Regions from separate parts of the Cricetulus griseus genome. Here region 2 is linked to region 1. Evidence: chromatin contacts called from public Hi-C data. All regions are on one chromosome and are shown on one strand. The core of a region is the stretch at or near the end of the contact, and the rest is flanking DNA. Distances in the headings are between cores, read along the strand shown. Region 1 has its middle 34 kb from the start of Rnf139. Region 2 overlaps LOC103158860 (protein FAM91A1).

Region 1 (7,248 bases), core at 1,642-4,141:
GCCAGGGGCTGGAGAGTGCAGCGCGGGCGAGCTGCCGCAGAGCCGCCCTGCTTCCCCTTTATCCTGCTGTCCCTGCCCCCGCCGGCCTCCACTTCCCCCGGCTGCCGTTTTCCCTCCCAAGCCGGTTCACCCAGGCGGGGCTGCCCTGGCACCGCGCCGGGGCTGGGGCCGAGCAGGGAAAGGGCACCCCTCGCCCCCACGCCCCCCCCCCGTTGAGAAACACTCCGTCCCAAGGTCTCCGCCCCCAAGGTCAGCCACCTGGGCGCGGAGGGAGGAATCAAGTCTGTTGTACCAGACACCAGACCTTGAGAATATGCTGATCTGGAATGGCTCTGTGCCTCATTTGAACCATCAAATAGAATCCCTGCTCCTAGCTTGCGCCTTTTTCCCTATATAAGGACCCCTTTCCCTTGGCTCGGCGCGCTTGGCCTCAGAAAAGCTAAGTCGCCCCGGGTACCCGCGTCTCCAATAAAGCCTCTTGTTTTTACATCCAGTTCGTGGCCTCGCTGATTCCTGGGTGTGAGTCTCCCTCTACAAAAGTACCTCTTCGGGGGTCTTTCACTCAGAACAAAGGAAACTTACATATCGTTGCAAGATTCAAAACGATAGTTTCCTTTGGGAAACTGTTCAGCAGTTTCTTAGAAAGCAACACACACACACACACAGACACACACACACACACACACACACACACACACACACTTTTACATTTTAGCTTTTACATTTTAGCTCAAGAAAAATGAAAGCACATGCCCACACAAACCCTGCACATGAATGAATTCAGCTGTTTGATATGTGATTACCAGGATACAGAAGCAACTTAAATGTCTAACTGTAGAAGGAACTGGTAGTCACACAACGGCATGCCTGTCAATGACAAGTGGCAGTAAATCGCAACTCGAGAAGACACCAAAGACTGTTTTAACCAGTGAAAAAGCCTGGTGAGAGAATACCGAATGTCCAAGGTTCCGGTTGCATGAGGTTCTAGAACAGACACCTATTTTGGGGGGTTAGATGGAACACTGCCTGGGGTAGGGCTTTTCCTAGGGTGCCAGAAGTGTTGTGTATATAGGAATATGAATAACTCAGATGATGATAAACCTTCAAGATTTCTCCTGACATACTGTACTGTTTGGACCTCATATGTACAAAGCACCCTGAAGTCAGAGGATCCTGCCTTTACAATGAAGAACTTGTCAATAGATAATGAAGTGGTCACCACAGGAGTCTGTGGTCTGGTCTCCATTGCCATTGCCAAGGAAAACCAGTCCTCAGGAGGCAGAGGCAGGTGGGTCTCTGAGATCAAGGCCAGCCTGGACTACAGAGCTAGTTCAGGACAGCCAGGGCTACACAGAGAAACCCTGTCTCAAAAAAAAAAAAGAAGTTGAAATGATCAAAGGGATAGATTTTCTGTCAAGTATATTTGGTGGGAAGCATATGGAAATATACACCATGAAACTATTATTTCAGGCTCACGCTTCTGGTGGAGTTTGGTGAAAATTTATCAATGTGGTTAAACCATGGTCATTTTTAAAATTGATCACTAAGCATTTTTCATGAACACTCCTAGCGTGTGATATTGGTCTGTGTACATGCATTAATTAGTCAGTACTTTAAGAGGGTGGCTGGATGTGTCCTGTATATCTGCGAATATTCAGGAGACAGCAGGGCTTTGGGTCCCATAGGACTTTTCTTAGCCCACTTGAACTTTGCCTAAGGACCAAGGGTGCCAGACACCCATGGCCACCAAGATAGACCTGGGGCAGTGGCTCCCTATATTTTGTCTCCAAGCCAGTGATGATGAAAGGTGTGGGGCACTCGTGGAAGAAAAGCATAGGCAAGCTTAAGCTTAGTAGGAGAAGGCAAAGAAAAATGATAAGTTAAGGAAAAATAATAAACTCCTAAAGAGGCGAACTTAGCGAGACAGGCAAGGCCATCGAACTGTCTGAAGCTTTTAAAGAGACGTGCCAGAACGTGGAAAAAGACTGAAGTAATCCCTGTGACTGACTGATTAGTCCTTTGTACTGCCTGCCACTGGCTGGACCCACACATTCGCTGCATGTCCCCATGACCCAGTCAGGAAAGGATCACACGCTATGTAAATATGCCCACGTAATTCCAGGTGGCTGAAGCCCTGCTCCGTCCATCTCTGACTCTGGCCTTGTGAGTTATTGACCTTGACAGCTAACAGTGTCTCACACTAAGCTGTCTTTGTTCTCACAGCTCCCAAGAAGCTAAGTGTCTGGGGGCTATTCTTACTTAACTCCTTGTCTGAGTCTGGGGTCTCTTTTCTGAAACAGGTGGAGGCTTTTTAAAAGAGAAATTATCCTTACACTGTGGCAACGAGCTGCATTAGATCTAACAGTCTATGAGGGTGCAAAGAGAAACGGCTCCATGGTTAAGAGTGCTCGATGTTTCTCCAGAGGACCCGAGTTCGGTTCCCAGCACCCATACCAGGCAGCTCACAACTTCCTGAAACTGCAGCTCCAGGGAATTCACACCCTTTTCTGCAGGCCCCCTACCCGGGCGTGGGTGGGGCAGGCTATCTGCAGACATGTGATGTACACTCACACAAACACATAAAACTGTGTAAACATAAATGAAAAGGTATGTTCCTCAAGAGCTTGGGGGAAGCCAGCCAGGTGGTTGTCACCAACCCAAAGCCCTGTTCTATTTCATGTGTTTAGCCTGATTATCTTACACCCAGCTACAAGTTTCTCTGTCCTTCATCTCTAGGTTTCCTGGTCCGGCTGTTTTAATCCTAACATGCCTTTTAACCTAAAGTCCATTCTCACCACAACATATGTGAGTTTTCACCAAATTCAGTTTTTACCCCGGGCCCCTCCCCGGTACTACCTACAGCAAGTTAGTTTCTGCATCTTCATCAAAGCTCTGGGCCACGTGGCCTTCAGGCCAGGTTATCGTCATTGTTTACATGGCCTTCTGATGCTGAGTACTTGCCAAGTCACTGGCAGTTTACCGATTGTGGGATGGCATTAGTTCTTTCCTGGTAGTGTAAACCCTTGACTACGCAGCCACCGCCTTCTCACGTCTCTTGGTGATGGCCCAGGATCCACGCACCGTGTCTTAGCTTTTCTTGTAGTTCAAGGCCTTGTGGGTACATGCTAGGCAAGCCAATACTGTGAGCTGTGGTCTCCTCACTGCTCTGCCCTGGCTGTCTAACGCCCAAGCCCTTCCACTCAGGCTGGTCAGGCTCCGTGTTGCTTGTCCTGCCTTTCTTCACACTGTTCTGCAGCATAGCAGCGTAGGGCGGGGGACGATGCCTAAGTGGGAGTTAAGAGGGCTGAGAGCCCTTCTGGGTGTGGGGCTTCCCAGGTGACTTTCTGCAGATTGCCTCGCTGTTGTATAAGGAGTTTGGGTGTAAAGTGCTCTCTCTCTCTCTCTCTCTTTTTTCTTCTCTCTCTCTCTCTCTTTTCTTCTCTCTCTCTCTCTCTCTCTCTCTCTCTCTCTCTCTCTCTCACACACACACACACACACACACAGAGTATTAATGTGACAAAGGTCAGCATCATTTCCGATGTCGCCTGCAGGTTCACTTGGCTACATCTTTGCTTTGCAACAGTGTCTGCTGCAACCCAAACCGCCTCACCTTTGTGGCTTCTTTCCTAATTATTCTAACCTCTTTCTGATTGTGCCAGTGGACAGTAAATACCACCTATTGAAAGGCCCGCTGCCTCTCTGTCTCCCCCCGCCTATGCTGATGCTGGGTGTTCTCTCTGGAGCAGGGCAGAGCCAGGATACCGCCAGGGGCTGGAGAGTGCAGCGCGGGCGAGCTGCCGCAGAGCCGCCCTGCTTCCCCTTTATCCTGCCGTCCCTGCCCCCGCCGGCCTCCACTTCCCCCGGCTGCCGTTTTCCCTCCCAAGCCGGTTCACCCAGGCGGGGCTGCCCTGGCACCGCGCCGGGGCTGGGGCCGAGCAGGGAAAGGGCACCCCTCGCCCCCACCCCCCCCCCGTTGAGAAACACTCCGTCCCAAGGTCTCCGCCCCCAAGGTCAGCCACCTGGGCGCGGAGGGAGGAATCAAGTCTGTTGTACCAGACACCAGACCTTGAGAATATGCTGATCTGGAATGGCTCTGTGCCTCATTTGAACCATCAAATAGAATCCCTGCTCCTAGCTTGCGCCTTTTTCCCTATATAAGGACCCCTTTCCCTTGGCTCGGGGCGCTTAGCCACACAAAGGCTAAGTCGCCCCGGGTACCCGCGTCTCCAATAAAGCCTCTTGTTTTTTTGCATCCAGTTCGTGGCCTCGCTGATTCCTGGGTGTGTGAGTCTCCCTCTACAAAAGTACCTCTTCGGGGGTCTTTCACTATCAATTATTCATTCTGTGTCTACCCCCATGGCAGCTAACATCGACACGATGTTTACGACAAGTTCCAGAAGACAACGTCACCTGTTATGTCATGTGCTTAACCCAGCTTTTATACCCCTTATCCCAACGAAAGCACGGGCTCCTTGAGCGAGGAGCTGTGCCTTTTTGTGACGTTTGTGTGCCTTAGATAGAAATCGTAGACTTGCCAGCTTTTCGAGTTCATCTAGCCTGTAGAGGAGAACCAAACAACCCTCCTTTCCTGTAGCTTCTAGTTTCCAAAACATGGGGGTGTTTTTCCCACACTGTGCAACCTGGCTGTGGACACTAACCAGAGGGGTTTCACTTCAGTTCCGTTATTGCACTGTTTCTCTGGAGTCAGCATTGGATACTGTGTGAGAAAGGCTTGGTTGCACAAGACCGTCCCCCAGGGCAGACGGCAATCACAATTTGGAATCCGTGGTGTTTCTCACTAGGTGACAACAAGTTGTGGTTCTCGGGACCCTATCCCAAGTCCCATGATTTTCCAGTCCACAGAATTTAGAGTAACAAATGTCCTTACATTTACCGTTTTAATGTAAGGCGTGTGAATGGCTATGACCTCTGCGGGGCAGGGCCTACGGGGAAGGGTGTAGACGCCCCATGCCCTCAGGGCTTCCACCCTCCAAAGACATTCAGAAGCTTCCTCAGGTAGGCATTATCAATTATTAACTCAGCCCTCAGCCCTTCTCCCTTTCCCGAGGCTGCGGTGGAGCTAACTGTCTGAGCCTCTGATCTTGGGCTGTTGATGAGAAGCAGACACAGCAGGCCATGTCCAGTCAGATGTGGGCCTCCATTCTGTGGGTACCGCTCTTCTTCCCGGGCTCACTCTTTCTCTCCCATCATGCCAGCACCCACCTGCTCCCCACAGGGGGATGGGTGGGCAGCAGTGTTGATTTGTGCTTCCAGGAGTGCCCAGCCTGCTCCTACAGTGTTGTCTATTTCTGTTTTGTTTTGTTTTTATTTTTGTTTTTGAGACAGGGTTTCTCTGTGGCTTTGGAGGCTGTCCTGGAACTAGCTCTTGTAGACCAGGCTGGTCTCAAACTCACAGAGATCCGCCTGCCTCTGCCTCCTGAGTGCTGGGATCAAAGGCATGCGCCACCACCGCCCACTGGGCTAGTGTTGTCTATTTCTAAACAAATGTAAACATGCTTTGTATAGAAGTTGATATTAAGAAATGGGAAATCTTTGGCAAAGAAAAGCTTGTTTGTGGTTCTGGGCTTTCCTAATTCTTACTTTTAACTTGAATACTTTAGATTGGTTCTTAAATGCCTTTTAAAGGCCCTTGTGCTAAAGGCATGGTCCCTGGGGTGGGGCTACTCAGAGGCCTTTAAGAGGTGGGGTCTGGTGGGAGATCTTTAGGTCACTGGGACCTGCCCTTGAAGGGGATTGTGGGGCACCAGCACCTCCCCCTTTGTCTCTTTTGCTGTTGGCCATGATGTAGGTTTTCTTGTGGCCAATTAATCATAGATTAGAGCCTCTTAAACCATGAGTTACAAGAAGCTTTTTGTCACAAATTGATTACCTCATGCATTTGTTATAGTAACAAAAAGCTGCTTAACATAAGATCCTTGAAGACAGTCATTAATTTAATATGTCCAGATATAGGGTGAGAGAATGGCTCAGTGGTTAAGAGAGACTCTACAGCTCTTGTAGAGGAACTGGCTTCAGTTCCAGGAACCATTTCAGGTGACACACGACTGCTTGTTAACTGCTTTGCCAGGGGATATGATGTGATGCCCCCTACTGGTCTCCACAGGCACTGCACCCAAATGTGCACATACACCAACACACACACACACACACACACACACACACACACACCATTCACATAATTACAAAATTAAAAACTTTAATGTGTTCAGATAATTGTGACTCTCAAAATTAATACATTGTTCTTACCCTCAAGGAATTTCTAGTAAAATAGTACGTTAAGGACTTGTTGATTTATAACGAATTGATCTTTGGAGCCAGAATAACCAGTTCCTCATTATGTTACTTTCTGTTATCAAAAGGATACCCAAAGGGTAATGATTTCAAAGGTTGTTCTGCTTAACCAGGGGGTGCTTCAGATCCTGCCAGGGTATATAGTTCGTTAAGTTCATTGGGTTTATTAATCATTAAGAGTTTTTGTGCAGGCAGGAGGTGGTGGCGTATGCCTTTAATCCCCACACTGGGGAGGCAGAAGCAGGTAGATCTCTGTGAGTTCAAGGCCAGCTTGGTCTACAGAGCGAGTTCCAGGATAGGCTCCAAAGCCACAGAGAAACCACGTCTCAAAAAAACCAAAACCAAAAACATTAAAAAAAAGGGTTATTGTACAAGATTTCATGTTGATGAGATCTTCTCAATTACAAATCACATTTGAACACAGGAACTGAAGGCTGCTCAAAGGAAAAGGAGCCATGTTTTGCGTAGCAACAATAAACTGCTTCTCCAGAGCTGTTTAGTGAATGTTAGTCAAGAATGCAAGTGAGCTTCCAAACACAGTCAGTATTGAAATATGTCAAGGTCAAAGTCAGATTAAGCAAGGGGTCTTAGATATTTTTAGAAGTGGCTATAATTAAGGTTCAGAAACTCTTCTCAGGTCTGGAAAATGTTGTTATGTCATACATTTATCATCATGTTCACGTTTGTTAAGGAGCCCATAACCATAGGGGCCTGGGGAGGTGGACAGAGAATGCTTCTGGCTGCCAACTGTGAAGAGGGTGCTTAGTGTCTTCTTTGATAAATGATGTCACTGAATCCTCAAAACACCCCTGTGAGGCAGGTATTTTTTAACCCTCATGTTGCAGATGGGGAAACAATTTTCTTTAGATTATACAGTAAGTCAGTTGAAGATATGAAAAATTGTGAACCCATAAAATGAAATACAGAGACTTACCC
Region 2 (7,248 bases), core at 2,105-4,604, 380 kb after region 1:
GAGTGTTAGGGGGTGGAACTGGGAGGTGTAGGGAGTAAATCTGAACAAAATACATTGTATGTATGTGTGCATATATATAAAAAACTCTCAAGGAGTTTAAAAATACCTTTAAAAACACCTCTGCACAGCCTCTCCCCCCAAAACTTTTACCATGATGCTTAAGACTGATGTTAGGTTCCACATACACACTGGGTAATGTCCACAAATAGCAACACACTAAATGCCATTCCATTAGTATGCATGTTTCACATGTAGTTTTTTTTCATTATGTTCCTAAGACACGCTGTAGCTAAGTCATTCCCCTTCTTTGCATTCTCCTAGTTCACAAACATATCTGATAATTTAAAATTTTCACATCCCTTTTTAATGTGGCTATCTCTTATTTGATGCTGCAGACCAATTTTTACCAGCTTTTAATTCTAGCTGTCAGCAGTGGTGGCTTAGTGGGGTGCATGGCTGCAGGAACTATTGTCTCCAGTAATTCATGGTTAACAGTCTAAGTTATGGAACTGATTGTATGGCATCCAGGCCTTTACCTTACCTATTGAGAGGGGATTGAGTTGTGTGTGCACATAAATACATATACTTTGTCTACATGAACCAAGAGGGCTAAACACTGACCGTGGTCAAAGTGAATGAGTGTTCTCTCCACTTTTGTGTACGCCAACTTAATAAAAATACAAGGCTGGAAGGTTCCGCCTGAAAAACAACGGATTTGTGTTCATGGCAAGGAGCCACTAGAACCACAGAGATGAGAAACAAATAATCCATGATAAAATTAAGAGGCTTTGTAACCCAAACCATACGACAAGATGAAACATTATTCGAAAATGCAGATGGTTTTGCCGGGGGGGGGGGGGGGGGGGGGGTCTGGCAGTAAGTACTATCCCAAACCAGGGAAACTGAACCAGAGCCTGGAACTTTTGTAACTTTAAACGTTTGTATTAGTTGCGAATATCATGTGTTTTAATCATGCTCACTCTGCCAACCCTTCTCAGATCTTTGCTATAGAGAGCAGGCCAAGCAAGTTTCAAGGAGTAAGCCAGTGAGCAGCACTACTCCCTAACTCTGCATCAGTTCCTGCCTCCAATTCCTGCCTTCTAAGACTTCCTTCCCTGACTTCCCTCAGAGATGGCCTGTGTTGGCAAAGCAGCCAGGACCACCAAGCCAGGGTGGCACCACCCACAGTGAGCTGGGTCTACTACATGCACCACTAAATGTCCCCCACAGACTTGCTGAAGGCCAACCTGGGGAGGGGGTGGCATTTTCTCAATTGAGGTTCCCTGGCCCAATTGACAGAGACAAGAACACCCATGGCCTAACCTGGCAAATTATCCCGAAAATCTGTTATTAGGACAAAATTCAAGAGTTAGTTGAAAAGGTACAGGAAAGTCAGGCTGACAAGAACAAGTGTATTTAATATTAACAACGTTAAGTCTCAGAAAATTAGACACTCTCCACTGCAACTTGATCAACACCATAGTTTATTTGTAAACATGTTATTTGTGTCAATAATCAAATTGACAACACTTTATACAATTTCATTGTATAATATTAACATCATGACAGAAAACAATGCACTGTTCTGAGTTACAGTTTTGGTACTTTAAAATCCTTGAATACAAAGTATATTTGAAACACTGAACATTAAAAAAATGAATGTGAATGGCAGCAAAAACAGAACAGCCAGTAAGAGAAATCAACTTCCCTCAAACAAATACAGAAGCATCTGGTTACGTATTTGAAACAAGAAAGGCCCCAGAGCAGTGGTTCTCACCCTTCCTAACGCTGCGGCCGGCTACTGTAGTTCCTCATGCTGGTCACCCACAACCATAAAATCATTTTCGTTGCTACTTCAGAACCGTAATGTTGCTGTTATGAATTACAACGTAACTATCTGATATGCAGGATATCTGATATGCGGCCTCTGAAAGGGCTCATTTGACCCCTCCAGGTTGAGAACCTCTGCTCTAAGAACCAAACAACCCTAACTTCTTGACTGACTAAGGTATGCTGTTTAGGTGCATCTGTGAGGTGAAGCTCGACCCCTACTAACCTGTGTGCCCTTTCTGATGTTAATAGCTCTTGTTTCCCTGGTGTCTAAATGTTTGCTCACAATGGGTCAAGCTACAGTAAGGGTGCGGGGGAAGGAATGAGGACAGTGCACAGCCAAACGGAACCAAACATTTGCAAAGGAACTGGATACGACTTCTATCAATTCTCTTTGGCAAAGAACAAAGTCTATGTTTGTTTGTTTGTTTGTTTATTTCTAAGCGACTTAACAGAGGCATCTCTGCATGAGCTCACATGAGTGGAACAGGCCACATTCATAAAGCAAAGCACAAACACCCACATCACCTTCTCTGATGCAGACGGTCCTCCTAAGACCGGGCACATTCGCTGGGCGTCTGGCGGCCCCACTCCCCACTCACACAAGAAACCAGAGATGAAACGTGTCCCTGAAGTTCACCATCGTGGTTAGGTTCCATCTCTTCCTTCAGTGTTTTGCAAAGGAATTATAGCAGCAAATCACTCCCATATTTTAAGCTATAAAGTCAGCAATAACTGGACTCACTGTTGTAACTACAACTGTTCAATTCTTTATTAGTGTACATGTCGTTAGAGTTGGTGCTCAACTGCTAATACAAGGATAAATACCACAGTTAACTCAAACAAAGCAAAATAAAGTGAGATTAAAGAGCCCTGATCAAATGAAATACAACTTTCAGTGGGAGCTGTAAAGTTAAACACACACACAGCCAGCAGCCCTGGGAATGCACTAATGAGTGTTTCACAGTCACAGAGATCGTTTAATGTTACTACGTACTTTTCCTTTACAGACAAACCTGACATACACACCTTATACAAGACAAAGTACAAAACTAAACATTACTGCATTTACCCCAAACACAGCACTAACTGTGTTACAAGTAACCTGGTCCAAAATCCTCAGTTCTACAGATAGGCCATGGGTATTAAATGCATGGCCACTAGAATGGTTCCAAGAAAGGCATATACTTCCAGAAGTTTGTTAAATACACAAATATCAGCTGCATAAATAACAAAGGCCATCAGCAAAACTGTTAGGCTCAACCACTGTCAAACAGCCTGAAGCCAGACCTGTTAGCTCGGTTAGTTTCACACTAGCAAGCCATTGCCCTCTAAGGGGAGCTAATCTAACCCTGCACAATCCCCCAAGGGAGGTGACCTGAAATGCCTCTGTGTGGTTCCACAAAGCCTGACATCTGAGACGAGAAAGAACGACCTCCCGAAGCAGCGCGTGAGGCCAGCCAGTGCTTTCCCACTGCCCCTCAGAGCTGTGTGCCAGGCTTTGTCCAGGTGCTGTGTATGCACAGTCAATTGCCTTACCATGGAGCTGAGTCCAAAGACCGCCCTGACGCTGCGACTGGGCAGCTCCCAACCACAATCCTTGCTTGGAAACCAAAGTCAACTGTCCTAACAGTTCACTGGTAACGCTACAAGACAAAATGAGACACGCGACAGCCTCAAGTACAAGTAGAAAATAAATTCTACTTTTCCATAAAGACTCTATGAAAATATAAAGCCCAAAGTTGAGTTGACAGCAGAAGCCCACATACAAACATCATTTAAAAATAGAATGTTTTCCAAAGCTTTTTTCACGAGATGTCAATGAATAGTCAGTTGAGACCTTACAAACCAAGGTGAAGCTTACACACCGTGCTGACTGACATTTCCCCAATCCTGTTCACTTGGCATACATAATTCACAGACATCCACAGGAACCCTTAATGCCCTGGTACAGACCTCTCACTGCTGGACACTTGCCACTTTCCAGCGGGACTACCTGTCGGAGGAAGAGTTCCATCTCCTCCTGGGATCCCCTTAGTGTAGATAACAAAATATAAAATTAAACCAGGTTTATGTCTGAGAAACTAACCTAGAAAACTACACTGCAATATTCAGAGTGACTGCTTATAAACCTAACAGTCACCTAGAACCTATAAAGTACATCCTTAGTTTTAGAAAAGAAATGCAGATTGTCTCAAGGTAAAAACGCGGTGCTGGCTGCTGAAGAGCACTGGGCTGCACTGCAGTAAGACGTGCAACACTACGGCTTCCTTCGGAAAACCGGCAGGCTCTGAGCACTTCCTATAGCGAGCACGGGCGGCACCGCAGCAGAGGATGCTCTTGGTGGCTGACACTGTAAAGCCAATGTCAAGAAAGAAAAAGGCAGAACGTGTGAGCAATCAATGGTGTAATCAAATTACTGCAGGTGGAGATTCGCAAGGAGAAAGGAGGAAGGCGAGCGTCCACTCCACTCTGACAAGAGGCCGTCTTTGAACATCAGGTTTTTGGCAGGAAGCGGAACTCCCGTGTCGGCCCAGGACGACTGGGAAAGCACACTGGGAAAGCCGGGCTCCGTGTGAAGATCCAGAGTTGAAGCACCTTCCTAAAGACCAAGGAACAAGAGAGCTAGCTCACTTTTAGTCTCAGAGAGTGTTCACAGCATGCAAAGTCCTACGGGAGACACAGTGACGCGTGCAAAAATGACAAAAATGACAAGCACTCACAGTAAGTGCTTTGAAACCACCAGGGATGGCCTACAGAACGGCGGGGTAAGAGTCGTACTCAGCAGACTCCAGACTGGCCTCCACACTAGCACGCAGGACACACAACACACAACATAAGAGTCAAGCATATTCGGCTCAATGAACTCTTGCACAGAACAAGGCCAGCTCAGTGAAATGTGCAAGTCAGTTAACGTTTGGACCGTGATGATTACATATCTTGCTATTGGGGAGGACTCAGAATCAAACACAAAGAGAGCCTTTCACATATTATGAAGCTCTATATAACACCATTTGCATGTTTTGGGTGTGTTACCTGGAATGAGTGAACAAAGTTAAGGACTTGTAGAGAGAGTTTTCTACTGGAATGTAAGAGGCTTTGAAGGCTGAAAAGAAAAATGGGGGAATATTATTAACTAAATATAATGGTAAAAAGTAAAGTCTTACAAGTTAAATTTTATCATTTCAAATTATATATGAGTATGCAACATAATAAAACAGAAAATTCTTTAATTAATGCAATTGCTTTGTATCGAAGCTTTTTACCCGTTCTAACAGTATACAAAAAGGCTAACAATATACAAAAAGGAGGCCACTTTGAAATAAAATATCAAAACTTAAATATAAGATAAAATATAAGTTTCTGTGGTAGTTTGACTAAGAATGGCTTCCACAGGCTCATATATTTGAATGCTTCACCAGGAGTGGCATTATTTGAAAGGATTAGAAGGATTAAGAGGCCTGGCCTTGTGAAAGTGTGTGTGTGTGGGGGGGGGGGCTTTGAGGTTTCAAAAGCCTATGCCAGGCCCAGGTGCCCTGCCCCAGCCTCTGCCTGTCTGTAACTCTCAACTATTTTTCCAGCACTATGGCGAGCTACCATGCTCCCTGCTCAGACAATGGACTAAGCTTCTGAAACTGTAAGCGAGCCCTGAATTAAATGCTTTCCTTTATTAGAGTTGTCATGGTCATGGGTCTCTTCACAGCAATAGAACAGAGACTAAGACAGAAGTTGGTAACAGGGAGTAGGGGGTGCCGTGATTGGTCGGACCATGCTGTTTGTCGGCAGAATGTGGACTTTGGAACTTTGGATTAGGAAAGCAGTTGACAGCTTTAAGCAGGACTTACTGGGCCATACTAGTGGGAGCATGGGAGACACTGGTGCTAGATACAATGTAAACTGAGACTTCCTGGATCAAAAGGTTTTAGAGGGGCTAGTTGCTTAGAGACCATTCTTGTGATATTTTGAAAAAAAAAAAAAAAAAAGAAAAAGAAAAAATACAGCTGCTTTTTGTGCTTGTCCTAAAAAGTTTCCTGAGACTAAATTGAAATTTCAGATTAACAGCACTGACAGAGGGTCCAGACAGCCTAGTCTTAACCTGGTCGTGTGGTCATCAGTAACAACTCTACAGATCTGTAATGAAAGGGAGCAAACAGGACAAAGAGAAATACAAAACGTACAGTGTGAGGAGAAAAGGATCACCAGGAAGTGTACTGGCGCTAAGCCCAGGGCTCAAGGAGATAAGAGGTTTAAAGACAAGCCTGACGCTAAATGGAATAAAGGGAGTGGTGACCTCGGGCAAGACCCCACCCAGCTAAGCTTCTCACTTCTGAAAAGGACTAAAGGAGAAGCTTGGGCAGTGAAGGAAAGCTGAGGCAATGAACTGAACAAGGGCAACTTCCAACTCATCAAACAGCAGAACTTGGCACTTGGGCCGTGGCTCTGGATTTACAGTCTTGTGGGTTACCTGCCAAGAGAGCCACAGACCCGGCATGGGACCAGCTAGAGAGAGAAGTGTGTGTGTAGTCTACAAAGCCGAAAGCAATCGGAGGCCCAAAGAGTGCTTTGACATCAGACATGGCCATGTATCTAGAATGTGGAGTTTGCCCCGGGGGCTAAGAAACTCCCATGAGTCTTAGAGACTTTGGACTTTTAAACAATGTTGAGACTGTGATGGACTTTGGGGACTTCTGAAGATGGACTGAAAGCAATTTTGCATTATGATGTGGCTAGGAGCAGAGTGTGGTGGTTTGAGTAAGAACGGCCCCCACGGGCTCATATATCTGAATGCTCAGTTACCAGGCAGTGGCACTATTTGTGTCAGAACAAGATCCAAGAATGAAGTCTTGTCCTAGGAGTCACGCAAGCAGAATTCTGAGTGCTTATGAGAGAATGATCTCTGTTTCCTCAAACACACACAACTGTTTCTGGAATGTGCTCTCGGGCCCCTCCCAGATGTGGCCGACAGCAATACGTTTACTACAGATCATTTATTCTAGATGGCTAGTGCCGCCTTCTTCAACTCTGCCCGAACCTTCAGAGCATCCCTGTCACTATAAATCTGGTCAAAAACCATGGCAGAAGAAAGCATAGGCCTTAGAGAAGAGTGAATACTGTTTAGCAAACTGACAGTGTCAAGATGCTCTTAATATTTAAGCTTATACCCACAGACATATGTTGCACCCGGTCTTAAAAATCACAGAAGCTTCATTCCCAGGAACAGTAGTGCATGCCAAGATTCATGGCTGCAGCGAGTACAAAGAATAAGTAATGGACAGATGTCAGTCCCACGCTAGTACTTGTACTTTCCTATACTTTTATTTTTACATGCTGTTTCAGAGAATGTTTGTTGACATTATCAGCAGAACACTTTTCTAGCTAAACTTCATTAAGTCAACTGATCTAAGTTTATCTGCTAGC

The links. Hi-C and Micro-C count contacts between places; a contact is called where the count stands out from the background.
Region 2: a contact with region 1 is called in a Hi-C map of liver, with 5 times the contacts expected there. The contact joins two enhancer-like sites. A contact is called at or near these places in 6 of 8 Hi-C or Micro-C datasets (the CHK-Q cell line, the CHL-YN cell line, the CHO-K1 cell line and 2 more).

The regions. Positions count from the first base shown.
Region 1 is chr10:28,777,745-28,784,992 of CriGri-PICRH-1.0, forward strand. No RefSeq gene overlaps it. Among named protein-coding and RNA genes, the nearest start is that of Rnf139, 34 kb to the left of the region's middle. Within about 2 kb of position 2,892, at least 1 of the 6 cell types and tissues checked has open chromatin away from gene starts, as enhancers often do.
Region 2 is chr10:29,154,922-29,162,169 of CriGri-PICRH-1.0, forward strand. It overlaps LOC103158860 (protein FAM91A1), which reads right to left. Exons shown (of 25, transcript XM_027431640.2): 24 at 4,867-4,936; 25 at 1,462-4,432. The coding sequence ends at 4,247. Among named protein-coding and RNA genes, the nearest start is that of Fbxo32, 250 kb to the right of the region's middle. Within about 2 kb of position 3,355, at least 1 of the 6 cell types and tissues checked has open chromatin away from gene starts, as enhancers often do.